Linked DNA regions of Sus scrofa: regions 1, 3, 4 and 5 are each linked to region 2. The links are chromatin contacts, called in public Hi-C maps. All regions are on one chromosome and are shown on one strand. The core of a region is the stretch at or near the end of the contact, and the rest is flanking DNA. Distances in the headings are between cores, read along the strand shown. Region 1 holds the start of PRKCG (protein kinase C gamma type). Region 2 holds the start of PPP1R12C (protein phosphatase 1 regulatory subunit 12C). Region 3 holds the start of LOC110261034 (myeloid cell surface antigen CD33-like). Region 4 holds the start of PRPF31 (U4/U6 small nuclear ribonucleoprotein Prp31). Region 5 holds the start of CNOT3 (CCR4-NOT transcription complex subunit 3).

What was found. Hi-C and Micro-C count contacts between places; a contact is called where the count stands out from the background.
Region 1: a Hi-C map of liver shows a contact between it and region 2, with 3 times the contacts expected there. The contact joins the promoter of PRKCG here to the promoter of PPP1R12C in region 2. A contact is called at or near these places in 2 of 47 Hi-C or Micro-C datasets (liver and skeletal muscle).
Region 3: a Hi-C map of skeletal muscle shows a contact between it and region 2, with 13 times the contacts expected there. The contact joins the promoter of LOC110261034 here to the promoter of PPP1R12C in region 2. A contact is called at or near these places in 2 of 47 Hi-C or Micro-C datasets (liver and skeletal muscle).
Region 4: a contact with region 2 is called in a Hi-C map of liver, with 3 times the contacts expected there. The contact joins the promoter of PRPF31 here to the promoter of PPP1R12C in region 2. A contact is called at or near these places in 1 of 5 promoter capture datasets (liver) and 5 of 47 Hi-C or Micro-C datasets (heart right ventricle, liver, retroperitoneal adipose tissue and 1 more).
Region 5: a contact with region 2 is called in a Hi-C map of liver, with 4 times the contacts expected there. The contact joins the promoter of CNOT3 here to the promoter of PPP1R12C in region 2. A contact is called at or near these places in 1 of 5 promoter capture datasets (liver) and 2 of 47 Hi-C or Micro-C datasets (liver and skeletal muscle).

The regions. Positions count from the first base shown.
Region 1 is chr6:56,232,492-56,237,876 of Sscrofa11.1, forward strand. It overlaps PRKCG (protein kinase C gamma type), which reads right to left and starts at 3,192. Exons shown (of 19, transcript XM_021094907.1): 1 at 1,349-3,192; 2 at 523-630; 3 at 78-109. MYADM (myeloid-associated differentiation marker) reads right to left here. Exons shown (of 6, transcript XM_021094908.1): 6 at 3,815-5,385. The coding sequence ends at 5,124.
Region 2 is chr6:59,345,827-59,351,070 of Sscrofa11.1, forward strand. It overlaps PPP1R12C (protein phosphatase 1 regulatory subunit 12C), which reads right to left and starts at 1,351. Exons shown (of 20, transcript XR_002344812.1): 1 at 918-1,351.
Region 3 is chr6:55,744,187-55,749,479 of Sscrofa11.1, forward strand. It overlaps LOC110261034 (myeloid cell surface antigen CD33-like), which reads left to right and starts at 1,678. Exons shown (of 6, transcript XM_021094852.1): 1 at 1,678-2,763. The coding sequence starts at 2,739. CTU1 (cytoplasmic tRNA 2-thiolation protein 1) reads right to left here and starts at 1,557. Exons shown (of 4, transcript XM_021094859.1): 1 at 1,384-1,557. CEACAM18 (carcinoembryonic antigen-related cell adhesion molecule 18) reads right to left here. Exons shown (of 5, transcript XM_021094855.1): 5 at 5,038-5,293.
Region 4 is chr6:56,007,892-56,012,788 of Sscrofa11.1, forward strand. PRPF31 (U4/U6 small nuclear ribonucleoprotein Prp31) reads right to left here and starts at 3,616. Exons shown (of 14, transcript XM_003127413.5): 1 at 3,491-3,616; 2 at 149-340; 3 at 1-58. The coding sequence starts at 325. TFPT (TCF3 fusion partner) reads left to right here and starts at 3,605. Exons shown (of 6, transcript XM_021094886.1): 1 at 3,605-4,066; 2 at 4,614-4,872. The coding sequence starts at 4,044.
Region 5 is chr6:55,990,171-55,995,520 of Sscrofa11.1, forward strand. CNOT3 (CCR4-NOT transcription complex subunit 3) reads right to left here and starts at 2,970. Exons shown (of 18, transcript XR_002344772.1): 1 at 879-2,970. PRPF31 (U4/U6 small nuclear ribonucleoprotein Prp31) reads right to left here. Exons shown (of 14, transcript XM_003127413.5): 14 at 4,917-5,308. The coding sequence ends at 5,183.

The sequences.
Region 1 (5,385 bases), core at 1,942-4,441, 3.1 Mb before region 2:
TGTGAAGCAGCCTAGGCTGGGAGGCCCCAGTTGCCACCCTCCTGAGGGTCCCAGGAGTCCAGGCCCCCAGCTCTTACCTTGACACTGCAGGCCCTGTTTTCCAATCCCCCTACAAGAGGCAAGATCTGAGATCAGTGCAGAAAAGGGTACCTGGACCCCTCACCTCTGCCAGTCAGAGAAGGCCTGCCTGCGTCCTCCCATCCTCCTCCCCCAGGACCTAGAAGTCTGAGCCCCAGCTGCCTCTTCTTTCCAGAGCCCAGAAATTCTGCCCCCACCCAAGTCCTCTTCTCTTAGACCCAGGAGCCCAAGCCCCCCAGCCCCTTCTTTCAGACGCCCCAGAAGTCCAGGGCCCCAGACCCTCCTCCTTCCGTCCCAGAAGTCCAGGCCCCCAGCTGATTCCTACTCTAAAGCCAGGAGCCAGGGCTGCAGCCCCCTCTTCCCTCCTCACTCAGGGGTCTGGTGCCTCAGGGGTCTTTAGCCCTAGTCTCCTCATCCCCCGGGGCCCCAGGCCCCTTCCCTCACCATATGAAGTCAGTGCAGTGGCTGCAGAAGGTTGGTTGCTTGAAGAAGCGAGCTGTGAACTTGTGGCTCTTGACTTCGTGGACCACCTTCTGCCTCAGAGCCCCCTTTCTGCAAAACAGGGGCCGGGGTCCCCCCTCTGAATCGCCTCCGCCGGGGCCCAGGCCTGCCATGGCCCCAGGAGCGTCGCAGGGACCAGGATCCTGCTTTGCTGGGGAAACAGGTGGAAGGGCAAGGTGCCGGAGACTCGGGAGAGCGAACGAGCCAGCGGGAAATTCCGAGGTGGGAAGAGGGGCGAGGCACCTCCAGGAGCGGAGCGCGCAAGGCTGGGAGCGGCACCCCTGGGCGCGCCGGCTCCGCCAGGGGGAGCGGGCGAGCGGGGCGGAGAGCCGAGGGCAAGGGCGCGGAGGAGCCGGAGGCACGGGCGGCGGCGGTGGTGGGAGCTCCAGCTCAGGCACCTGCTGAAATGTGGGAGCTCCGGGTGGGGGAAGGCGTTGCCATGACGACCGAGGGGCGGGGTTTCGGCTTAAAGGCGTCCCCCTCCTTGAGACTAGGGACAAATGCCCTCCTCCCCTCCCCAACACACACGTGCACACACCCACTCCGGAGGCTGGCTGAAGGGAGGGGGCATCCTCCGAGCCGTGCCCTGCCCCCTCCCCAATCTGTCGCCCGGCCTCGTCTCCCTCCCCCACTAGGGTGCCTTGGTGGGTCCTGTTAGCCCACTGCAACGCCACTCGGATCTCTGGGTCTTACTGTGTCACTCTGTCATTGCACAAACTTTGTATTCGTGCTGGGATCCAATGGTGGGCAGGGAGGCTTGGTGTCTCACTTTTTCTGTTGCCACCCGAGTCTTGATTTCTCTCTGGGCTTCTGTGAACTGGACCATCCATGTCTGCTTCTGTGTGTGTCTTTCCCTTGACCTCTGTTCTCTCAGTATTCTTGGCCCTCGGTCTCTCTGGGTGGATCTGGGTACCTGTCCTGGTCTGAGAATTTGCTTTCATTTCTCTGTTTTCTTCACTCTGTGTCCCTATTTATGTTTGTCACTCATCCTATGACCCTCTCTGGATCTGGGTGTGTCTCTCACTCCTTATGTGTCTCACAGTGGATCCGTCTCCCTCTGTCCCTTCCTGTCTCATAAATCCTTCACATCTGTCTCCCCGAAGCTCTTCCTCTCCCTGTCTCTTTGGTTCTGCTTCTGTGAATCTGTCTCTCCCTCCCTCTGCGTCTTTCTCTTTGAGAGGCAATCTCTGTCTCTCTCCCTGTCTCTTTCTCTACGTCCTCTTCTATTTCCCTCTGATTCTCTCCCCTCCTCTCTGTGTCCATGTCTTTGCAGATGCTTCAGTGTCTGTCTCTCTCCCTTCCTATCTCTACGAATCTCTCTCTGTTCGTGCTTACCTCTTTCTCTCTATCGCTGGGGGTCTCTATCTAAATGTTTAAGTTGATCTCTCTCCCTCTCCTCCCCAGCTCTATCTTTGTCCCTTCCTCACCTACTCTATTTGTCTCTCTGGCTCTCCTTCTCGTCTCTGGGGGGTCCCTCCCTTCCTCCACGTCTCTCTGTGATTCAGTCTCTGTTCCTCGCTGGCTTGGGAATGCCCTGTGCGTCTCTGTCTGGGGGTTGGCAGGGTCTCTCCGAACGTTGTCCTTGTCGGTTTCCTCCTGTCTCTCCCCTCCGTCGCCCCAACTGCGTCTCTGCCTCTCTCTGGTGGCTCTCGATTCCTCCCCCGGCTGGCCACAGCGTCTTCGTCCAGGCTCCAGGGAGACCCGCACTGTTGCCAAGGGCAACCATGGCCCGCCCGCGGCTGCGGGGTGCAATGCATTCTGGGACTTGTAGTCTGGACCTGCGGATCGGCTGTTCTCGCAACTCGGCCGAGAACTTCCTCTCCCGGCACGCCCCGCGAATAGGGGCGGGGCGCTGCCGTGGAGCCTGGGGATTCGGGACACCCCCCACTTCTTCTTTGGGACTTTTGGGGGTCGGGGTCCGGCTTCCCGAAGCCGAATGGGAGATGAAAGAATCCGAATCCTCTCCTAACCCCCCAACATGGTGTCTCCTGGCTTTCTAGCCCCCCTCAAGGCGTCCGCCGAGGCCCAGGACAGAGGATAGGGGCCGGGGTGGCCCGGACAACCGATCTGGGAATCCCACCGCGCTCTGTTCCAGTTCTGCTTGGGTTCTTTCCCGAGCCACGAGCCTATCATCCTCGGGTTCTACAGCTACTGTGTCAGATGCCTTCCAGACAGAGTTCAAGCTTGGGATGGGGGAGACGTGGGGGGGCGCGATGTCCTCTGAGAAGGTAGGGACTGGAGTAGGTCAGAATTCTGGAGTGGATACTGCAGAGATGGAAAGGAGGCTTTTCCTAACCACAAAGACATGCCCCTGCTCTAGTTAGCCCTCCCCCACTTCTCCAGCGGGACCCTTCCCTCCCTTGCAGTGTCTCTTCCCAATTGCTTTTGCCGATGTAGGTGGTGCAAGAAATGGGTTGCATGATCCCGGAATTTGCCCAGATTCATGTTTCTTTGGGATTCTCATCAGGCCGGAGAAACAAAATTACCTGTGAGAGATTCATTGCGGAGGAATTCATTTGCTCATCAGGGTGTTCTCTTGACCAGGTGTGTCAAGGAGCTTAGAACTGAGGGTAAAACGGAGCTGGGAGTGGGGATACAGGCAGGATCAGATGCTGAAGGCCTTGACTGAGGGCCGTTGGTATTACCTGTGGGCCACCTGGAGTAGGATCTAGAAGGATTTGAGCAGGGGAGGGCAGGATCAGATCTGGACGTTGAAAGCAGAGTATCCCTCCAGGAGGGCCAGGATGTGCTAGAGGTGGGATGAAGGAGGCCAGGGCCATAGCTCAAATGAAACAAAATGAAAGGAACTTGTGGAGAATGGGACAGATAAAAATAGGATTTAAGAGGAGGAAGAGACAGTATGTGACCAGCCACTGACTGACTGGTAAGAACGAGTGCCTGGGTTTTCAGCCCTGAGAGCTTATTCCTGAGAAGTGGGGAGCCAGAAAAGCACTGATTTTGGAGGAAAGATGCTGCACATTGAGAACAAAACACTGAATTTCTGAAGTGCTCATGCAACTTCCACAAAGGAGAAATCTTGTTCATTTCTATTCCAACTAGCTCTCCTGATTTGAGTGAGTAATTTAGAAAATCCAGACACAGGTAGTCCATCTCCCCTACCCCTCCTCATGAGACCAAAGTTCTCTTGGCTCCAGCCCCTTTCTCCTACCAGACGCAGGAATCTGGGCCTTGCCCTCTTTTCTGGAGCCCATCCCGATAATAAAGCAAGCACAAGTCTTTCTTTTATCTTTATATTGAGTTTTTTTAAAAAATGAACATGATGGATGTGGGAGAAGGGACAAGGCTTCTCTCTCTGATTGACAGCAAGGCCTGATGGGAACCAGAAGCTCCGGGGAATTAAAAAAAAATAAAATATATATTTATACATTTATATAGATCATGTTAGGCGTGTGAGTCCCAGAGAAGCAGGAAGCAGCAGCAGAAAGCAAACTAGCACGCAGAAACACGTGTGTGCACCACACACTCAAGCAAGGCAATTCTTTTCACATTGGCACAGCAACCATTCCCCACCCCCCGAAATAAATGTTTTGAAAAAAAAAAAAAAAAAGAATATCAGCTTAATATCAGCTTTAAGGCTGGCAGTGGCCATTTTTTTTCTTCTCCGGCAAAAGGCAGGAGATACTATTTTTAACACTGAGGCTGGAGGGCGGCATCACTGCCCCTCACACCTATTTCACTCCAAGACCCTGCACTTTTTGCCAGCTCCTTTTTTGGCACCTCAGGGAGTAGCCGGGATGGAAGGCCTCCAGTCCTTGCTTCCTTTAAGATGGCCTGTAGGCAGTGGGCTTTTGGAAGCTCGGCAAAAATTCTGGATCCAATCCCAGGCGAGGCTGAGCACCAGGTGGGGCCTAGGGCGCCAGGATCTATGCTTGAAGCCTCCAGCCCACTGGGAATTCCTGACCTCCAGCATTTTATTTTTGAACTTAAGGAGGCAAGGTGCATTGTATACCCCTCCCTCCTGAGAGAAAGGGGGCCCGATCCCTAGCTACCCACCCCCGCCCCCCAAACACAAGCACAAACACATACACACCAACTAAGGCACAGCCAGGACGGGCAGGCATGCTTTGGCAATGAGGCCCCTCTGGAGGCCCAGGGGATGAAGAGCTGCAAAAGGGTGTGTGACGTGGGGCTCAGCACCTTCTGGGGCTCAGCACCTTTGGACGTGGGAGGGGGGCAGTGGGGCAGCGAAGGGAGATGTCTCAGGGCTCGGGATGGATCAGAGGGAAACGGGGAAGAGGCGGGTCAGGAAGAAGGCAGAGAAAACCAATAGGATGATCAGGACCTGAAACGAGCCCCCACGCAGAACATGAAAAAAAAGAAGAGGCGTCCAAACAGGATGTGGCAACCAAACAAAACAGGAAGGGAGGCAGAGCGGGTGGAGGGGTGAAGGAAACAGATCAGAGAGCAGGAGGAGTCAGGAAGGAGAGAGGGGAGCCAGAGAGAGGACATCAGAGGACCTCGGAACTCGGGAGAGACTCTCAGCTGAGAAGAGGGGAGAGGATGGGGAGCCCCTGGGCGGAGCCTCAGACCCTGACAAAGACCAGGCGGGCCGAGTGCACCAGGTCGGCCACGTAAGCCAGCAGGTTGATGGCTGTCAGGATGGCCACAGCCAGACGTCGGTCCCAGGGGCACACGTAATAGGTGTGCCGGTCGCCGCAGCCTGGATCCATGGACCGCCGGGGATGGCCGCCATACTTCTGGTCGAACTGGTAGAGCGGCCAGAGGACCAGAGCCGTGGCATAGAAGAGGACGGAGATCAGGGCCAGCCCGGACAGGAAAGTGGGG
Region 2 (5,244 bases), core at 101-2,600:
GAGAGAGCAAGATGACCCGAGGACAGACAGGTGGCCCAGAACCAGAAAGAGGAGGGTGCTCTGAGTGTGCCCAGAAAAAAGGGTAACGCTGCAGGCCCACACAAAGCAAGAGGACAGAGTGAAAGAGAAGTGTGTGGAGAAAGAGAAACATCCCCAAGAGAGAGCCTACAGTGCAAGGCCAGAGGTGGCACAGAGGGAGAATGAGGAGGGCACGCAGGTGAAGGGGGCAGGAGAGAGAGCAGGAGGTGAGCCAGGCGAGGGAAGCATCCACTTGAGGAGCAGAGCGCCTTGAGGGCGATGGCTCAGGAAAGAGCACCCTTACATGGCAACAGATGGCAGAGACCAAGGATGAAGAGCAGAAACCTGAAGGAAAGGGCATGGAAGGCTCGGGGGCTGGCCGAAGAAACGGCCCAGGCCAGAGAGCGGGAAAAGAAGCAGCACAGGCCCAGAAGAGAGGAGGAGGACGCTCAGGGAAAGTGGTACCTGCCTGGACTAGGGGAAACAGTGGGTACCGGTGAAGCTGGGAGAAGTGGCGGACTCGAGAAAGTGGGGCAGCATTCGATGGCAGAGTAGAGGTGGCACGGGCCAGGCTGGTTAAGAGCGCTCAAGGTGGGGAAAGAGCAGGGCGAAAGAGACAAGACGAGGATGGACTGGCCTGAGGCCCTCAGCAGTGGCTCGAGTCCGGAGAGAGGGCAGCGCAGGATGGCAAAAACCAGGCCAGTTCAAGTGGCTCAGGACTGGAAGAGGGGAGCTCCAGGTGGGTGGGATGGGAAAAGGACTCAGCACGGGATGATAAAGGACCGGGGCAGCATCGACGGTGCAGACCACGACTGGCAAGGGTGACTCTGGACTGGGAGGGAGGGTGCTCGAGGCAGCGCAGACCCAGGGCGGATCGGAGCCCGGGCGGGGGCGCTGACCTGGTGCAGGGCGCTGATGCCGTCGGCGTTGGTGGAGTCGAGCACGGCGCGGGCTGGCGGCGGGGCGGAGGGGTCCAGCTCGGCGTCAGGGTCGGGGTCGGCCGCGCGCAGCATCAAGCGCGCCTCGTCCAGGTCGCCACCCGCGCAGGCCGCCAGAAACTCGGCGGCGCGCTCGAAGCGCACGGTACGGGCGCGCCGTTCCCCGGGGCCCGGCTCGGCGCCTGCCCGCGCCCCCCACTGCCGCAACTGCTCCCGCCGCCGCTCACGGGCTGCCGCCGCCGCCGCCCCCGGGCCCGCCCCTGGGCCATCCTCGCCCGACATCGCGCCGCCCGCTCGCCCGCCAGGTAAGAAGCGAGCGAGCGAGCGAGCGAGCGACCAGCTCCGAGGCGTCGCCGACGCCCGCCCTCCTCCGGGCCGCCGGGAATTGCGTCCCGCCCCGCGCCGCCAGAGGATCTACCGGTCCCCGCCCGGCACGTGACGTCACCACGCCGACTCGGGGCCCGCTGGGAAATGGAGTCCACAGGCTGGAGAGGCAACCGGCAACCGCCTGAGGGCGGACCGCGGGGAACTCTGGGAAGTGGAGTCCATAAACGGAAATGGATCTCTGCAATAGTCCCGCCCCGAGGCACACTGGGAAATTCGCAGCTCCGCGGTGTCAAAAGGAAATCTGATTGGCGTGCTGGGAAGTGGAGTCTACAGGCGGGAGGTCGGCCCCAGGGCATGCAGGAAATGCCGTTCGCAGCATCCAGGTGACGAAGGGCTGGCCCCCGGGGACCTACTAGGAAATGGACTCGACAACCCGAAAAGTACAGAAGTTTTCCGTTTTCCCCTTTTTCATGTCATGTACTTTATTTACTTTGGGTTTGTCGCGCCCTTCAACAAGAAATAAGCCCCAGGAAGACCGGGATTTTTGTGTTGTGTGCTTTCCTTGTTCCCAGTACCTAGTAGAACGCGATCGGAAATAGTTTTTTGAATGAATGAATGAATGAGAGAACGGATTCTCTAGGTCGTGGGAAACACCAGGATACTATGGGAAATTGAGTCCGCAACCCTTGGATCATCAAGAAAATTGCAAGCCTTCCTGGGTGACCGCCCAGGGCATGCTGGGAAATTATGTATGCGGTACAAAGGTCATGACAATGGGCCGCTGGTCGCGCTGGGAAATGTAGTCCTAGGCAGAGCCCCCAAACACCCCAAGAAATAAGATTCGAGGGCAAGATAAGTCCAGAGTCCCCGAGTAACCCCTGGATCACATCGGGAAGGGAACCTGCGAGGTAGGATCCACAAATGAAAATGCCCGCAGAGCCTTAAACTGGCCCTCTCTGCCATTGCAATCACCCTGAGGCGTGGAGCACGCTGGGAAGTGTAGGCCGGGCTCTATATCCTCGCAAGCAATGCTGGGATTTGTAGTCCAGATGAGGCGTTCTAGTTGATGTGGCGGGCTAGTACGTAGCACCATAAAGCAAGAAATGAACCTTAGCTTGCGTGTTCGATTCCAGGCCTTGCTCAGTGGATTGAGGATCCGGCGTTGCCGTGAGCTGTGGTGCAGGTCGCAGACGCAGCTCGGACCCTGAGTTGTTATGGCTGTGGGGTAGGCCAGCAGCTCCCATTCAACCCCTAGCCTGGGAACTTACATATGCTGAAGGTGGGGACCTAAAGAGCAAAAGGAAAAGAAAAAAGAAAAAAGAAAACTATCCCCGTCTTAAGTACCTTGCACCTGAATCCTCATTGGGAAAGAGGTACGCACTTTGAGACCCGAACAAAGACCCCTAAAAATCGCAAAGAAAAGTGCTGAAATGCAGACACAGGCGAGATTCTTTTTCTTCCAAGGAATGTCAGAGCAGCCTACATACAGGCTCTGAGGTCCTTGGGGGTGGGTTGGGGGGACTGTGCAAAGAAATAAACTGCAAATCCATCCCATGAGATCTGGAGACCGTGGGGATGGGCACGAAGGGGATCCAGTCCTGGGAGCTCTTGGGATGTTGAGTCCCACTCAACCTACACACCCAGGGAGATTAATCATCCATCTGTGGTTATGTATATTTCTGTGCCTGCGCGAAACGGTGATTTTTGGGTGTTTTGTGATCGCGTCTGCAGTTGAATGCAACCTGATTTGGGTGCTCGTGTTTATGGTGTCTGTAAGCTTTGGTGTAGAGCGTCTATCTGTTTGCGGCCTTTATTCATTTGGGAGACATAATATGGAATTTCCACTTAACCCCCACAACCTACGATGGGATGTGTTCCCACCACAAGCTCTATTGGCAATCTTTACTTCTGACGGCTATATTTAGACTTTTCACCTCTTTATGACAAATGGTTAATACCAGCTCTGATTTAGCCAGGCCCGGGTTTGAGTCTTGACTCCACCCACTTCCTAGCTCTGGGACCTGGGCTAGCTCTCTTCCTCTCTGCCTCTTGAGTTGTGGAGCTGCTGTACATGCCTTTCTCACAGGCAGGCGCTGTTGGCTCTGTACAGGCATTTTCATATTCCACTCGTTAAATTCTCTTCTGCACGTCTCTTTTCCTTGGTGAAGGCTTTTTCACTGCTCAAGCCTGCTGTTTTCTCTGAATGCTAACACTGGAATTTTGATGCTTAACCTTGGAACCTCAGGCCCTCCTCAGGCTGATGAAAATAACCTCAGAAAGATTAGAAGGGACTGGTCCCTCTTCCCCTGCGACAGGCAGAAAGACAAACACTCCTCTGCATCATAAAGACAGTTCAAATAAAGGGATGTGCTGAGAACATTTACAAAGTATCAAGCTGACTCCCTCCCGTCCTCCTAAGAAAAATGAGGTGGCATATTAGAAGTCAGTTCTTATTTCAGTTACTTCAGCTGTCCTTGGAAGAGTTATTTACACAAAAGAACCCGCCTCCCTTTTATTTTTGGCTTTTTTTTAGGGCTGCACCTGGGGCACATGGAGGTTCCCAGGCTAGGGGTCAAATCAGAGCTGTAGCCGCTGGCCTATGCCACAGCCACGGCAACGCAGGATCCAAGCCGCTTCTGCCACCTACACCACAGCTCACGGCAACCCCAGATCCTTAACCCACTGATCGAATCCATGGATCGAACCCACACCCTCGTGGATGCTAGTTAGGTTCATCAACTACTTAAGCCATGATAGGAACTCCCTTCAGCCAGGTTCTTAACCCACTGCACCACAGTAGGAACTCCAAGAGATGTTTAATATATAAATAAACATGTTAGTGCAGGACTTCTGCTTGGAAAACTCTGACTCCCCATTCCTTCCAGCCAGAGCTGTGTTCCCACAACTGGACCCCCTCTATTAGAGCTCAGATCACACTGTGGTGACTGTGTCTGTCTCCCACATTGGACTATAAGTTTCCTGATGGCCAAACTTGGGTCTGCTTCAGGTCTGTGTCCCTGGCATCTCCCAGCACAAGACTTGGCCCAGAAGGCCTTGGGACATATTTGTTGAATGAGTGACTGTAGATGGCTGCCTGCAACATGCTTCTCCAACTCCTAACCTCCTACTCATTCTTCAAAACCCCAACGCAAATGCCCCCTCTTCCAGAAGAACCACACTGACTATTCAAGGCAGAGTCTTCACTCTCTCCTGGGTACCTTCTGATTCAACTGGGACAGTGTCCAGGGGTGTCTCCTCTATCTGACCTGGAGTTTCCTGAGGGCCTGAATCTTTTTTTTTTTTTTTTAAGGGCTGCACCCACAGCACATGGAGGTTCCCAGGCTAGGGGTCCAGTCGGAGCTGTAGCCACTGGCCTACACTACACCACAGCCACAGCAACTCAGATCTGAGCCACACCTGCGACCTACATCACAGCTCATGGCAACACCAGATCCTTAACCCACTGAGGGAGGCCAGGGATCGAACCCTCGCACTCATGGATGCTGGGTGTGTTAGTTAACCGCTGAGCCATCACCAGGAATACCGCCTCTGCTGCTGCCCACCCCCCCCGAGCCCCAGGGGGAAAAAAAAGAAATTTTACACTTAAGAGACTCATACTATGAAAGACATCCCATGGCTGACCTACTTGTGACTCTGCACACTAAAATTTGACATTAATTTGTCACTGAGCGGCCCCTCCCATGGACGAACTGGACATGTTTTAGTCTGGCTGGGTTTTGCGTTCCCATAGCGAAAAACCTGCCGTTTCGAAGTGTGTAATTCAGTGGGGATTTTCAGCCCGTTCACAAAGTTGTGCAGGCATTACTATTCGCTGATTCCAGAACATTTCACCACCCCCAAAAGAAACACAATTCCTTCTAGCTATCACCTCCCATCCCCCCAAGCCACTCCTTCCTGTCTCTAGGGATTTGCCATCTGGACATTTCCCATCGTGGGAATC
Region 3 (5,293 bases), core at 428-2,927, 3.6 Mb before region 2:
GTAACTTAGGTTTTAAAGGGATCTCTTTGGCTGCAGTGTGGGGAACAGACAGTGGCAGGCAGGGGTAGAGACAGGGAGGCCACTGAGGAGGCTATGGCAGTAGCCAGTGAGATGACAGTGGCCTGGACTAGGGGGTTGGCAGTGTAGAGGACAGGAAAAGGTGGGATTTTGGATCTATTTTGAAGGTAGAGCCACCCTCAGGACTGGCACAAGACTTGGACTGGGGTGGTGGGTAGGGTCATGAGAAAAAAAAGAGGAAAGAGGGATGACTTGGAGGTTTTGGCCTGAGCACCTGGGAGGATGATGGGACCATTTAGTCATGGCTGGAGGGGTGGGGGATGACGCTGACCAGAATTCTCCATCTGGACAGGTCAGGTTTGATGTGCCTGTTAAGCATCTTCCCTTTGAAGACTTGATCAACCCCAGGCTGGGTCAGGAGCCCCCTCTGGGCTAGCAGAGCCCCTTGTATGCCTCCATCTGCACTGGATCTCGACTCTACCCTTCATGGTGACAGGTGTGTACTGTACTGTGAGCCTGGAGGGGGGAGGGGGGAAGGCCCTCCCAGTCCCCTCGGAGAACAAAGGGAAGGCAACATGTGACATCAGCACCTGTGTGCACATGCACGATTCTGTAACAAGGTGCCATAACCTGAATCCATGGATCTATAACTGTCCACTCAGAAATTACAGAATGTATGTTACCTTATAAGGGGGACAAAGAGACCAAAGCAGGGAAAAAAATAATCATAATAACGGAGGATATGTAAGACCACGCCCCACTGTGTTGGAGGCTCAGCCTTTGGATATGAACCTGCTAAGCCAGTGCGGGCACGAATATATGCTGTTGCCTGGCAAAAAGGTCTCGGTGTCCTGTCTCCCTGTGCGTAAGTCCTGCAACAAGCCCAATAAACGCAGGGACAGGGTCTGCTTCCTCCACCACTGACCTCCCCTGCCTCGAGGTGGACTTGGCACAGGATGGGTGCTCAGTAAAGTTCTGAGGGATGAGGGAATGATAAATGCCCCCGGAAAACGGGGCCCAGGCCTCAGGGATGCCTCCGGATTGCAGCCTTGTCAGAAGGACCCATGGGATGTAACATCATTCTATCAGGACAGAGTAGGGGCAATGCGGACGTACCCAGCTAGAGTCAGGGGCAGGGAAATGGTCGAAACTCAACCTGAGGGGGGGAGGGAGGGTGCGGGCCAGAGACAGGCCAGGCCGCAGGGTCCGAAGGGGGATGGTGGCCAGAAGGCCTCTGGGATAACAGGCGCTGGGAAAACTGAGGCGAGTGTCATCACTCCCACAGAGACCTTCAACCCTCAGACGACACCGCAACAAAGAGCGGGCGCTCACGGGCGGACCAACTCGAGGCGGGGGAATACTCACCTGAGGAGAACTCGGGGGTGGATCGTCCAAACCGTCTGACACGCGGAACTCCGGCACGGAAGTGGATCCGGAGACTACAACTCCCAAAAGACCTTGGAGGCTGCCTTGCCTACGGCTCCCAGAATCCCATGCAACGGCTCCTGAGGCACTTATGGTTACCAGGTCCTCTTGGCTTACAACTCCCAGCAACCTTTGTGGCCCCATTTTTCACTCTGCCTACCGCTCCCAAAATGCACTGCCGCATGCACCGCCCTCTTTCTTTTCTGCGCCTGCGCAGGGGGCAAAGGCCGTAGCGCATGCGTTATTTTGCTGTGGTAGTGCTCTCTCACCGTGCTGGACGCTTAAAAGGCGAAGTGACTGTGTTAAAATTATATATTTTTGTAGCTAGGCTTTTATAGGGATTATAGAGCATAATGTTTTTACCCTCTGCGATGGGGTTTCGGTGGGAACCGAAGGTTTGGTCGCGTGTGTAAAAAGAGGAGATGGGACATGCGCAGTACAGAGATTCTGAGAGGAGCGGTTCGCCCTGGATGCACGCGTGCCCTGCAGGACTGGTTCATGGTGCGCCTGAGCGTGTCGGCTGGGGAGAGGGAGCAGTGTGTTTGAGAGCCGAGGCCTCTGCGCGTGCGTCAGCCGTCGACACTCCGTCTTCTGAAGAGTGTTCCAAAGACTCAGATTCCTGAAACCCACCAGTCCCCACGCCCAGTGTCATAGAGACTCAGAGTTTCAGAAACTCAGACCCTTGAACTAAAGGAGCCAAGAGACCGGGGACTCGAGAGGCAGCTCTCACCAACCAGCACATCTGTCATATTGAACCTCTTGGATCCAGACATAGGGTCTCTGTTCTTTGTGATCAGCCCCCCCTGCCCTGCCCCCCGCCAGAGATGCAGTCAGCGCTTAACTCTGAATCAGCACCGCGGACAGCACACACCCCTCCTCCCTTTCCAACCCAGGAGCCAGAGCACGTCCTGGGCAGAGGCCCCATCCCTGCTGGGGTAGAGGTGGGGTTGGTCACAAACAGATCACAGAACTTGGTAGCTGGTGGAGGATTCCCAGCACAGTGGTAAAGTGAGAACGTAACACCTGCGAGCCCAAGATTATCTGCAGAACTCACATCCCTTGTGACTGCCTGAGAGCCCTTACTTGGCCTGTACCTCTCTGAGAACTCCCTTTCCAGTCCAGAAGAGCTAGAACTCCACCCATCCCTGGCCTTTGCTGCCCTCATCACAGGCACTTTCGCTATGGCATTGGATTGCCAGGTAACCTGCCTTCCAACCGGATGTTACTTTCCTCAGAGACAAGGGCTGGATCTTTACTAGAAACCTGAAGGCACAGTGTAGACGACTGGTGAATGAATGAAATTTCCTCTCTCACCTCACGGTAAGTGTTGACATTTCTTACCTCTAAAATTAATATAAACTTCCTGGGAAATCCCTGGTGCCTCAGTGGGTTAAGGATCTGGCATTGTCAGATATGGCACAAGTTCCATCCTCAGCCTTGGAATTTCCACATATATTGGGCATAGCCAAAAAAAAAAAAAAAGTTCCCATTGTGTCTCAGCGGGTCAAGAACCCAACATGGTCTCCCTGAAGATACAGGTTCGAATCCTGGCCTTGCTCAGTGGGTTGGGGATCCGACAAGGAACTTCCGTATGCCACGTGTATGGCCATAAACAGGGAAAAAAAAGAAAGAAAATGAACATGTAAGCCATACATTGGGAAAAAATCATATCTATATATCAGTCTATATCTACAGAGCTATAGATATAGATAAGTAGTTATAGATAAGTAGATAGATATCTTTTTCCAAAAGGGAGGTTGAACTTAAATATATAAAGAATTCTTTCCTACCGTATAACACCGGGAACTATGTTCAATATGCTGAGATTAAACCATAATGGAAAAGAATATATAGGAGTTCAGTTGTGGTTCAGTGGTAATGAATCCGACTAGTATCCGTGAGAATGAAAGTTCAATCCCTGACCTCATTCGATAGGTTAAGGATCCAGCGTTGCCTTGAGCTGTGATGTAGGTCGCAGACACAGGTCAGATCTCACGTTGCTGTGGCCATGGGTAGGCTGGCGACTACCGCTTCAATCTGACCCCTAGCCTGGGAACGTCCATGAGCCTGCAGATGCAGCCCTTCAAAAGGAAAAAAAAAAAAAAAAAGAATATATAAAAAATGTATATATGTATAACTGAATCACTTTGCTGTACCACAGACATTAACACACCATTGTTAATCAACTATACATCAATAAAAGACAGTAAGAGAATAAGAATGGGGGGTAAAAAGAATCCTTATTAGTTAGCAAACCAGTGCTAAATAAAGGAGAGGCCCCAAATGGAGTCATGTGCGGCAAGCCTCATGTCAGCAAACAACACCTAACACCTAACCACCGTCTCGGCTTCCCAGGAATGTGCCCTTTAACCAGTGAATCTGGAATTTCCTGTTGAGCATTAGTGAGATGATACACCATTTAGATTTTTTTCCATCACCCCAAAGAAAGGTGAGGTAATTCGTTCTTTCCTTGTCTATGATCCCTTCTGCCTACAAAAGTCTTCCATTTTGTATAGCTCCTTGGAGCATCTTTCTGCGTATCAAGGGGGATGCTGCCTGATTCGTGCATTGGTTAATAAAGCCAATTAGATATTCAGATTTACTCAGGTGGGTTTTTTTTTAACAGCAACGACGACCTAATTTTTAAAATTATTTTTAAAATAATCATATATTTTATAAGAGATCCAAATGACCAGTAAGTATATGCATCAATATGGTTGGATGCCAAGGAAATGAAAATTAAGGTCACAATATGTGCCCTATCACATCTGCTCTAATGGCTAAAATTGTAAGACCTGAGCATAATGACCATGGTGTAGGCCTGCAGCTATAGCTCCACGTCAACCCCTAACCTGGGAACTTCCATATGTATGTCGCATGTGTGGCCCTAAAAAAGACAAAACTAAAAAATAAAAATAAAAAAATACATGAGCCTATCCAATTGGAGGGGGACGTGGAGGAACTGGCCCTCTGAGACATTTCTGGGGGCAATGTAAATCTATAATCACTTTGGAAAACCGTGTGACAGTTTGGGATACAGTTATGCGTAATATAACCACTCCGTGACCCAGCAATTCCGCTCCTAGAGATTTACTCAAGAAGAATTAGAGCAAACATGCACACAAACACTTGTATGTGAATGTTTACAGCAGCGTTATTCACAATGGCCAAAAGGTGGAAATAACCCCCAAACCCCAAGAGAATGGATAGCCAAAGTTTATATCCGTATAATGGAATCCTAGTCTTCAAAATAAAAGAATGAAAGGTTGATGCATGTAACGAGATGAATAAATTTTAAATACATGTTGAGTGAAAGAAAACAGAGGCAAAAGAAATAATTCCCCTTACGTGAAGTTCAGGAAGAGGCAAAATTAATCTATAGTGACAGAAATTCACAACAGTGGCTGCTTCTGGTTGGGGAGCAGGTATTACCTTAAATGGAACCCAAGGTGAGTTTCCGGAATGCTGGAAATACTCTGTATCTTGGTTGGGATAGTAGTTACATGAGTATATGTATTTATCAAAACTCACTGAATTATGCATTTAAGATGTATGCATTTCACTCTATATAATTGTACATTGATGAACAAAAAGAAAATTTAAAAAATTTTTAATAAAATAGAGGATTTGGATAAAATTCAACAGCCATACCTAATTAAAATTGTAAGATAGCAAGACACAGGTTCACTTATTTTTACTGAAGTAGAGTTTACTCACAATATAGTTTCAGGTGTACATCAGAGTGATTCGATATTTTTAAGGAGATGCAGGTTTAGAGATAGAAATAGTGTGTCCGCCTCTGTTAATGAGTATTGCTTAGCTTGTGCTGTGCCCCCTTTAAGCAATTCCA
Region 4 (4,897 bases), core at 2,366-4,865, 3.3 Mb before region 2:
CCGCGGCATCGGCCTGCTTGCTGATGTACTCCTCGATCTTCAGCATGATCTCAGCAAACTGCTCAGGGAGGAGGAAGGTCAGAAGCCAGGACTTGCCGGGAAGCAGCTACTGGCCGTGTCACCCCGCCCTCCCGGGAGCTCCTCTCACCATCTTGCTGTCCCACAGCTTGGCGATGCTCTTGACCGAGTCCCCGGAGAGATCCAGCTGTGTCTCCTCCTGCACATCCTCGATTGCCGGCTCCTCCTCCTCCTCCCCATAGCTTCCCCCTTCCTCCTCCTCTGCCGCCTCCTCAAGGTCAGCCAGGAGCTCGTCCGCCAGCGACATGCCAAGGCCTGTGGGCTGGGAGAGCACGGTTCCCCCTCATCACGGAGAGGGCCTCCCCCGCCAGAAGGCCCAGGTCCTTGACGGGCCCCGCTGGCCGGCAAGCTCCGCAAGAACGGGGACATTCACTTGCTTTGTTCTCCAGCTCCTAACTGCGCCTGGCATACAGCAGGTGCCCAGGAAATACCTCCCAGACCCAGAGGGTCTCCGGTCTCAACTTCCTCTGCCCACCCTCCTCACCCTCACTTCACGAGCAGGACACTGCACAGCCTCACTCTGCCACCTCACTAGGACGAGAAATACTCCCTCCGCTTGGCGGGTGCGCCTCTCCACACATCCTCTTCTCTCCGGCTGTAGCAGGTGCCCCTCCCCACCATGTGTGGGCCCCAAACGGGTGACAGATGTCCTAAACCGGTGGGGCCCACCATGCCTAGAGCCCCCAAGCCGATCACCTTGGGCCCCGGGCAGCTCTTCATTGACCCCAGGTGCTGCGCGATCCGTCGTGTTTTCTGCGAGCCCCACGCAGTGGAAAAGGTTGGGAAGCACTGCTCAACGAGGCACAGTCCCCACCACAATCTGGCCTCCCAGGGCTTCTTTTGTTCCTTTTAATAAGAAACCTTTCCCTTTTTCTGGATTTTTCCTCTTTCCAAAAGACAAACAGGCAGCAAACACCCATGTCCAGAGAGGCGAAGTGGGTGACCTAAGTGAGTGAGGTCTGCTGGGGGCTGGGCCCCAGGGAGGACAGAAGCCTGGAGAACCAGGGATTATGCCCAGTGTAAAGGCTGAAGACACGCCCAGGGAGTGGCAACGTGGGCTCCAGGCTGCCAGCTTTTCTGATTTCTTTCAAGAAAAGTAAGAAGTTCTGAATTTTCATCCCTCCCAGTTTGAACAGTTTCTTCCTTTTCTTTTTTGGCTGCCCCATGGCATATGGAGATCCTGGGCCAGGCATTAGAGCTGAGCCACAGCTCTGACCTAAGCCACAGCTGTAGCAACACTAGGTCCTTTAACCCACTGTGCCAGGCCAGGGATTGAACCTGCATCCTGAGCTGCAGAGATGCTTCCGATCCCCACAACACCACAGTGGCAACTCCTGAAAAGTTTCATTTTCATTATTTATTTACTTACTTACTTGGCCGTGCCCACAGCATGGCAAAGTTCCAGGGCCAGGGATCCAACCAGAGCCATAGCAGTGACAACACCTATTAACCTATTGAGCTACCAGGGAACTCCTCTTAAAAACAAAAAAACAAATAGGAATTCTCATCGTGGCTCAGTGGTTAATAAACCCGACTAGTATCCATGAGGATGCAGGTTCGATTCCTGGCCTCTACCAGTGGGTTAAGGATCCAGCGGTGCTGTGAGCTGTGGTGTAGGTCGCAGACCTGGCTCATATCCCATGTGGGTGTGGTTGTGGTACAGGCTGACAGCTGTAGCTACTATTCAACCCCTAGCCCGGAAACCTCCACATGCCTCGGGTGCAGCACTAAAGAGCAAAAAACCCCCAAAACAAAAACAAATCACCGCAGTACAAGCCCAAACAAAATGATTACAGGAAAGATTTGGCCGCTGAGCTGCTGGTTTAGGACCCCTGGCTGTTCAGTTGCCTCTGAGATGTCTTCCCTCATAATCTCCCATCTCCCCAAGATGGAATGCCCCCTTAATACTCACTTCTAGTTATAGGACACAGCTTTTCCTGGTAAACGCACCTATGTTATTTCACATACAACTTTCTCTAAAACTCTCCTCACTTTCAATTAAGGAACTCTTCCCTTACAGAATATAATCCACTCTCCGAATAGAAGACTCAAGTATCTCTCTCTCTCTATATATATATTTTTTGGTCTTTTTTTAGGGCCGCACGTGTGGCATATGGAGGTTCCCAGGCTGAGGGTGGAATCGGAGCTACAGCTGCCAGCCTACACCACAGCCGAAGCAACGCCAGATCCAAACTGCATCTACGACCTACACTACAGCTCCTGGCAATGCCGGATCCTTAACCCACTGAGTGAGGCCAGGGAGCGAACCTGCATCCTCATGAATGCTAGTCAGATTCCTTTCCACTGAGCCACGATGGGAACTCCACAAGTATCTCTTCTTATCCTCTGTTTCCTCACTAAACTAAGCAAAACTAGGGACCGTATCTGTCTGTTCATCTCTGTATCTCCACCAACTAGCAGAATATCTACCATATACTAGGTATTCAGGAAATAATCGGCAGGGAGTTCCCTCTGGTTGCAGTAGGTTAAGTAACCAGCGTTGCCACAACTGCGTGGCTCAGATTGATCCTTGGCCTCGAACTTCCTTATGTCACCGGTACAGCCAAAAGAAAGAAAGAAAGAAAGAAAAGAAAGGAGGGAAGGAGAAAGGAAGAAAGATTCAGTAAATAAGTGAATGAGCAATTTTATGTAATCCTTTAACCCACCTCAATATGGTCTCCTCTCTCTGAGTCTCTGAATATATAACTTTTTCATCCCTAAAGTAGGGACACAGATGCTATTTCCTGCAGCGTGGATCTTCTCCGACACCAAGACTAGAGCCTAACCCGCTGTTGTTATACATCTTATGAACTCTTTGTTGGCTTCAACACTTAAGAGGCTCTAAATGTCTAACATTTTGTTTAATATCCATCTTCCCCATCAAGCGAAAATTTCAATGAAACTAGGCACTAAGTCCGTACTCTTCATTGCGCGCTACTCCCACTGCCCAGCGCAGCACCTGGCACGTAGCAGGTACCACATCCTCGCTGGATTCCAGCCAACCTCTCCAGCCGCAGCCCCCACCACTAGTCCTTCTCACATTTTTTCTTTCACCAACTTCTTCCCCTCACTTTAACCGGCTCAACACCTTCCTCATCCTTCGGTTCTCATTCTACATTCTGCACCCCACTCCAGAGTGCCTAGGTTGCTTGGTGAAACACATCCCATGCGCCCTGTGTGGACCCTAAGGCGCTTCACACGTTGGTGATTTTTTAAGTAATGACTTGTTTAATCCTGTCTCCCCAGGCACCATGGAAAGCGCTAAGGGCGCTGAGAAATTTTTTTTGGCCCCAAAGCCGTAACACTGTAGGAGCATATGAAGCCTCTGGGTAGTCGGTCGACACTTTCACACTTCCTCCTCTAGACCCAGGAATCCGACCTCCCGCCCTCCTCTCGTCCCCATCACACTCACCTCTTTCCCCCTCGCAGAACCGTTCCTAGGAAATAGGCGTTCCAACAGCGGTCGACGCTCACTGATGACGTCTTACCCTTGCGCCGTCGTCGAGGCAAAGCTGCGCTCTGATTGGCCCACGCCCCGCGTCGTTCCCGGCCGCGTTTGGAACAACAACTTTATTAACACTTCCCGCTAGGCAGAGAATGGGTGAGCAGGCGGTAGAGGGGGCTTGTTTGGCTCGTGGCCCTCTGTGAACTGAGTCTGATCAGCGGAGAATCGCCGTAGTCTGACCACAGGGTGTCAAGACAAGAATAAAGGCGACGGCAACTCAGGCGACTGGTGGAGACGTTCGACGAGAAAGCAAGGCCTTTATGCCGGGAGTCGGCGTGGGGTTGGACGGTTTGGGGAGCGGAGCCGGAGATCGGAAACTACAGCTCCCAGTAGGCGTAGCGGCGAAGTCCCGGATGTGGTGGCCGTGAAGCCTGATGGGACCGGTAGTTTTGCCAACGATTTAACCTAGCGGTTTGAGATTGGACCTCCTGAGGCCTGAGGCGCTCGGAGCCGGAGAGAGATGGAGCTGGAGCAGAGAGAGGGGTGAGTGGCTTTGGGGGAAACTACGAATCCCAAAAAACCTTGCGGCTGCGTAATGGCAGTCTTCTGCGTTGAGGACTGACGGGGATTGCAGTTCCTGCAGCACTTTAGCTTAGAACTCTTTTAGGGACTGGGGTCCGTATTCCAGCCTCCTGGGTTGGGGGTGGAGGGTGGGGAAGCTACGGGTTTAGACTCCTGATAGGAGAGACGACGAGGTTGGGGGCCGGGACTCCTGGATTTGAGTGAGGGATGGGGGGCTGGAAGCCCCGGTGATACTCGAGGAGGAAGAGTCTGGAGGTCTAGATTCCTGGATCCTGGGAAGGGTGTGCTGGGGGCCAGGGCCTGAGGAAGGAGAATCTAGCAGCCTGGACGCCTAGATCCGGGGAAGAAATGGTTGGGGCTCAAACTCTTGTGGATCCTGGGAAGAGGGGGCTGGGGGCTCCGGACTTCTGCGTCTGAGGGAGGAGGGGGCTGGCGGCTTGGCACCTGGTCTGAGGGAGGAGGGACTAGGTGCGGAGGTTCAGGGATCCTGAGTCCCCTGACCCTACAGGACCATGGCAGCCGTGGGCTTTGAAGAGTTCTCGGCGCCGCCAGGCTCAGAGTTGGCGCTGCCTCCGCTGTTCGGTGGTCACATCCTGGAGAGCGAGCTTGAAACAGAAGTGGAGTTTGTGTCTGGGGGTCTGGGCGGCTCCGGGCTCCGGGAGCGAGATGAAGAGGAAGAGGCAGCGCGGGGCCGCCGGCGCCGCCAGCGGGAACTAAATCGCAGGAAGTATCAGGCACTAGGTCGGCGCTGCCGGGAGATCGAGCAGGTAGGTGAGTGTGGATTCCCCCGTT
Region 5 (5,350 bases), core at 1,720-4,219, 3.4 Mb before region 2:
TGACAGCCCCTGAGCTGAGAGGCAGGGACGCTCGGCTGCCCCCAGCAGATTAACAACGAGGAGAAAGCGGGAACTTGGGACATGCCACCAAGAGAGGACCAGGTGCCTGAGACCCAGGGGACATCGACAACCGCACCACAGGGACCTCGAGGTGGAAGTGACATCGAGAGGAAACCCACAGCCAAAGCGGGCAGAGTCTGGATCCAGGACAGCTCACAAGCAGCCAGCCAGAGGCGGATACCCAGACCCAGGGAGTCAGGCGGAGGCCGGAAGAAGCAGGTAACGCCGAGGGCAGTCCCGACTCCCAGAGCCGAGAGCCTGGGCTGTGGGACTTGTCAGCACAGAGACGGAAACTTGGGCTGGGGCTCCGACGCGTGGAGCTGGCATCTTCACTCCAAGGGAGTTCGTCCCCCAGCGCATCCCCAAAGAGAGGAGAGGCCGCCACGGCGGGAGGGGAGCCTGGCCCCGGGAAGGGCGAGCCCCTGCCCTCGCAGGGGTCCTCGCAGCCCCCACACCACACGAAGGGGCAGCCTCGCCCGGAGGCGCCCCTGTCCTTCCAGCGAGGCGCCAATACCGACGCGGAGAGGGGCGGCACCTCGCACCCTCACACCCCACGGGGGCCCGACACGGACGCCGCGCGGGGCCGGGGTCGCGGGACGACCCCCGGGCGCCGCCGAGGGGCGTGGAGGAGGGAGCGGCGGCGGGGGCCGCGCACCGCCGGGCGGCGGCGAGCGCCGGGGCCGCACGGGGCGGGAACGGGGGCGGCCATGTCGCGACAGGCGGCGGGGTCGCAGGGGCGGGAGGCGGCGGGGGAGGCGGCCGACGGCGCCGGGGGAGGAGGGGAAGGGGTCCGGCCCAGTCGAGCCTGACGCTCTCACCACAGGAGCTGGCGCCGCCGCTGAGGAGCCTATCGCGACAGGCGGGGAGGCGAGCGCCCGCCGCCTTTTTCTCGCGCCCCGGGCCCGGGCGCTATCGCGATAGCGGAGCGGAGCGGAAGTGGGGTGGGGGGAAGTGGGCCCGGGGTTGTTCTGACGACGGGGTCGGGGCTCAAGGGAGGCCGCGGCGTCTGCCGATGGCTCCGCGGAAGCTGACCGGGCCCGGTCCAAGATGGCGGCGGCGGAGGAGGCCTCCCCTCCTCTCTTCTCGTCTCTGGCGCCGACCCGCCCCCGAGCCCTGAATATAGGCCTATCATTGCTCCGGTCGCACGTCGCTCTTGTCCCCCGGGCGCGCTTTATTGGTTCTTGGCGGAGATGCGGCCGGCCCCCTCTCGCCGATTGGGTGATCGCTCCAAGGCGCGGCGTTCGATTGGCCTCCTGCGCAGGCTGCTAGGATTGGCTCAGGTTTTCTTCCCCGCTCCTCCTCCTCCTCCCGCCTCAGGGCACAACACGCCAGCGCGAGGACTCGTGCGTCAATCCGGAGGCCTGTGTCGTGCTGATTGGGTACACCCGCCCCCCTCTCCTAAGCCAATTGGTCGGGGGGAGGAGCTAGGCTGATTGAGGGCGGGAAGTCGTCCGTCAAGTTTGGAGCTGTTTTCAATTGGCCGTGGGGGAATATTCTGCCCAGAAACCATTGGCTGGTCCGGGAAGTGGGTGGGGAAAGCGGAGGAAGGCATGGAGAGTGGGCGTTAAAGGCCGCGTACCTAATGGGAGACGGACAGGTGCTTTCAAAGCCGGGGCCAAGCTGAAGTCTTCTGCCAATCGAGACAGCCTCTGGGCCGAGAGGGAGGAGCCGGGCAAGAGGATCCACCCCCTCCCCCTTCGACGGCCCTGTTATCTTTCACCGCAACGTGTCCAATAGTGTGGCGAGTGGGCGGCACCCGCTCCTAAGGCGTGTGAAACCAGGCATAGCAGGCAGGCTTGGGACCCGGGTGCATCCTTCCGCCTCGCTTGTGTCCTGGCGGGCCAGGCCTGTCCCTGTCAGCCGCAGTGTCTTCTCCAGGTGCCTGTATTTGGCATGCCTCTGAGATTCAGAAGAAGGAAGAAAAAGAAGGAAGGAAGCCAAAGACAATGTCCCAAGTCACCGGCACCACGCATAGCTGAACTGGTTGGGAAGCGCTGTGGAGGCATAGTTTTTGTTCTTCCCCTGAGTGGTGACGTGACCGTGGAACAGTAACTCCTCTGCACCTCCGTTTGCTTGGCGCTGTGAGGGCGCTGCAGAAGGTACAGATGAGATTCCCCGTGCCCCTTCACGGTTGTCTCCTAACACCGGTCAGACCTCACCTCGGTGGTTTTCTCTCCCTGGCCTCCCTTGCTGATGGCTCACGAGCACTGTTCATGAAAATCTACTTTTGCAAGTATACCGTCATTTTCGTGGTTATTTGAGACGCCCCCTCCGGATTTTTGAATGCCCAGCGCTTGGCAACCGTTTGCATTGAATGAACACACGGATGAACACGGGGAATGACTTGCGGTTGAGGCTTGCAAAGTACTGGTGCTTTACTATCCGGGAGGCGTTTGCCCTGGGTCACACAGTCAAGACGGCAAGTCAGACATGCTCATCTCCTTTAGGTGGAGGAAAGTGAGGTAAATCCCAGGGAGATGCATGGGCGGTCCTGCATCAGAGTCGCCCACTGCAGGCAGACCATTCTTGTAAAAATGCACTGTTCTTGGGCCCACACAGACCTGGGGAATAAAGCCCAGGGATCTGCATTTTCACAAACTTCCTGGGTGATTATTAGTGATGCAGCAAAGTCCTGTTATTCAAAGTGTGGTCTCTGGATGGAGCAGTGCTTTTTAGATGTCTCAGGAGTCGCTGGGAGATTTGTCAAGTGCAGATTCTGCGGTTCTAACAGATTCCCAGGTGACGCTGATACCCACAGTTCACATTTTTTAAGTAGCAAGGGCCCAGGGCAGTTGTTCACGAACTTAGCTGCACACGAGAATCACCTGAGGGCTTAAAAAAAATCCAGATACCCAGGCCTTGCCCTAGACTGATTACATCAGAGTTTCTCGGGAAGGGAACCAGACATGAGTGATTAAAGACCCCGGAGTTGATTCCAACACGCAGCTCATCTGGTAGGGAATTTTCTAGTGGTTTTCAAAGTAGGGTCCCTGCATCCAGCAACATCACCACCACCTGGGAAGTGGTTAGAAATGCACCGCTTTGAGTCCCGCCATAGACCAACTTGGTCAGACACTCTGGGCTCTGAAACCCAGTTCGAGAGTCCTTCCAGGCAATTCTGAAGCATGTTAACCTTTGAAAAACTCCAAGGGTATGCAGAACGGTAGGGCCAGGTGACTCAGATTCCTTCTGGAGACTCCCACCTCCATGTCCCTGGCCTCCTGTTAGATTCCTTCTGGCCAGGGGAGAAGGGGACTCTGAAGAGCTGTGCACAGACTGCCCTTCCCTGGCACACGCATAGGCAGAGATCGGCAAAGGTGGTCACTTTTTTTTTTTTTTTTTTTTTTTTGTCTTTTAGGGCCGTACCTGTAGCATATGGAGGTTCTCAGGCTAGGGGTCGAATCGGAGCTGTAGCTGCTGGCCTACACCACAGCCACGCCACAGCAACGCCAGATCTGAGCCGCATCTGCGACCTACACCACAGCTCACGGCAACACCGGATCCTTAGCCCACTGAGTGAGGCCAGGGATCGAACCTGCATCCTCATGCATGCTAGGCAGGTTCAGTAAGCACTGAGCCACGACGGGAACTCCCAAAGGTGGGTCACTTCTAAGCAAGGCTGATTTAAAAGTTCAGGGATAAACCTGGGGAATGAGCTGTGTGACCTGGGGTAATTTGGCCATTAGAAAGAACCTCCTAGGAGTTCCCGTTATGGCTCAGTGGTAATGAACCCGACTGTATCCATGAAGATTTGGGTTTGATCCCTGGTCCCCATTCAGTGGGTTGCTGCGGCTGTGGTGTAGGCCGGCAACTGCAGCTCCGTTTTGACCCTTAGCCTGGGGACTTCTATATGCTGTGGGTGCAGCCCTGGAAACCTCCCCCCTCCCCCCCAAAAAAAAGAAAGAATGCATGAAACTCCCAGGTATGCAGACTCTTTCAGGTGAGGGAAGGGAGAAATTGAGAGAGGGCCACTGCAGTCCAGAGACAAAGCCCTGGGCTGAGGGAGGGACTGGGGTCCAAAGATACACAGAATCCCAGGTGATGACAGGGGAGTCCCAGAGAGGTCTCAGGACCCAGTGTGCCAGAAAGAGACCCACAGAGAAGCCCAAGAGGCCTCACTCCCCACAGGGCTGGTTCTGCCCTGTGCGCCCACCTCCTGGGCAACTAAAAGAAGTCCTGGGAGTTCCCTGGTGGCGCAACGGGTGAAGGATCTGGTGTTCTCACTGCTGTGGCTCATGGCACAGGTTCGATCCCAGGCCCAGGAACTTCCACGTGCCATAGATGCAACCAAAAAAAAAAAGAGAAAGAGAAGTGCCAACCTCCAAGGTAAGAGCCCACTGGGAAACCCAGATTCCAGCACAGGTAGACAGGCGCCCCCAGCAGCACTCTGCTTTTAGGGCAGAGAGCCTGTCTGCCCCACCCCAGCCCCGGCCTGGCACACTAGGGTGGGAGAGGGAGTCCTTGGCAAACACTAGACAGAAATAACAGCAGTGCCCCATCACAGGGCCTTGACGGTGCGCCCAGTGCTAAGTGCTGTCCCATGCAGCATACACAAGTCCCCAGTGCTTGCGGGTGCGTCCGGTGGTGTTAGTCTGGAAGCCTGGAAGGCAGAGGCCAGCCGCCCAAGATGCCACGACCACCCAGGGGGCCTGCGTTGAAAGCTGGGGCTCTCAGCAGCCACACTGCTCTGGTGCCAGAACCACCGAGGTTCTCTAACGGGGCCTGGACGTGGAGAGGGCGGTTCTCTTCCTGGGATCGCGTGACCTGGACTCCACGGGGCCTGAGCTTTGTCCCCCAAACCTTGCAGCTCTGACACCTCAGTGGCCCAGGTGTTTGACAAACGATCACTAGCCAAGGACAGGTCCTGATGATGTGCTTTTAATCGCACTTTCCCCCCAGAGTATCTCCTTTCCCAGTTAAAAAGGACGCGTGACGAAGCCTGGCTCTGGTGTCTGAGGGAGGCGGCATTCTCCGTGCTTGGGGGCTGGGCCTCCTGACATCCCAGCACCGGCGACGGCCTGGCGGCTCTCCCTGCCGCCACCTCCCAGCCCCATCCTGACCCCTTCAGAAAGGGGGGGGCCTCTGTGTCCCTTCAGCGGGCAACCACCCAGGGCGCCGCCCCTCAGGTGGACATGATGCCGCTTTTCTCGCCCTTGACCTTGAGGAACTCGGCCATGCTGGAGAAATACTTCTGGTTGGCCTCAGCCACCTTCTTCTCCGCTGCCTGTGGGTTCACGATCTCCAGGCCCTGGACAGTGAGGGAGACGGGCTGGGGTGGGGAGATGGCCTG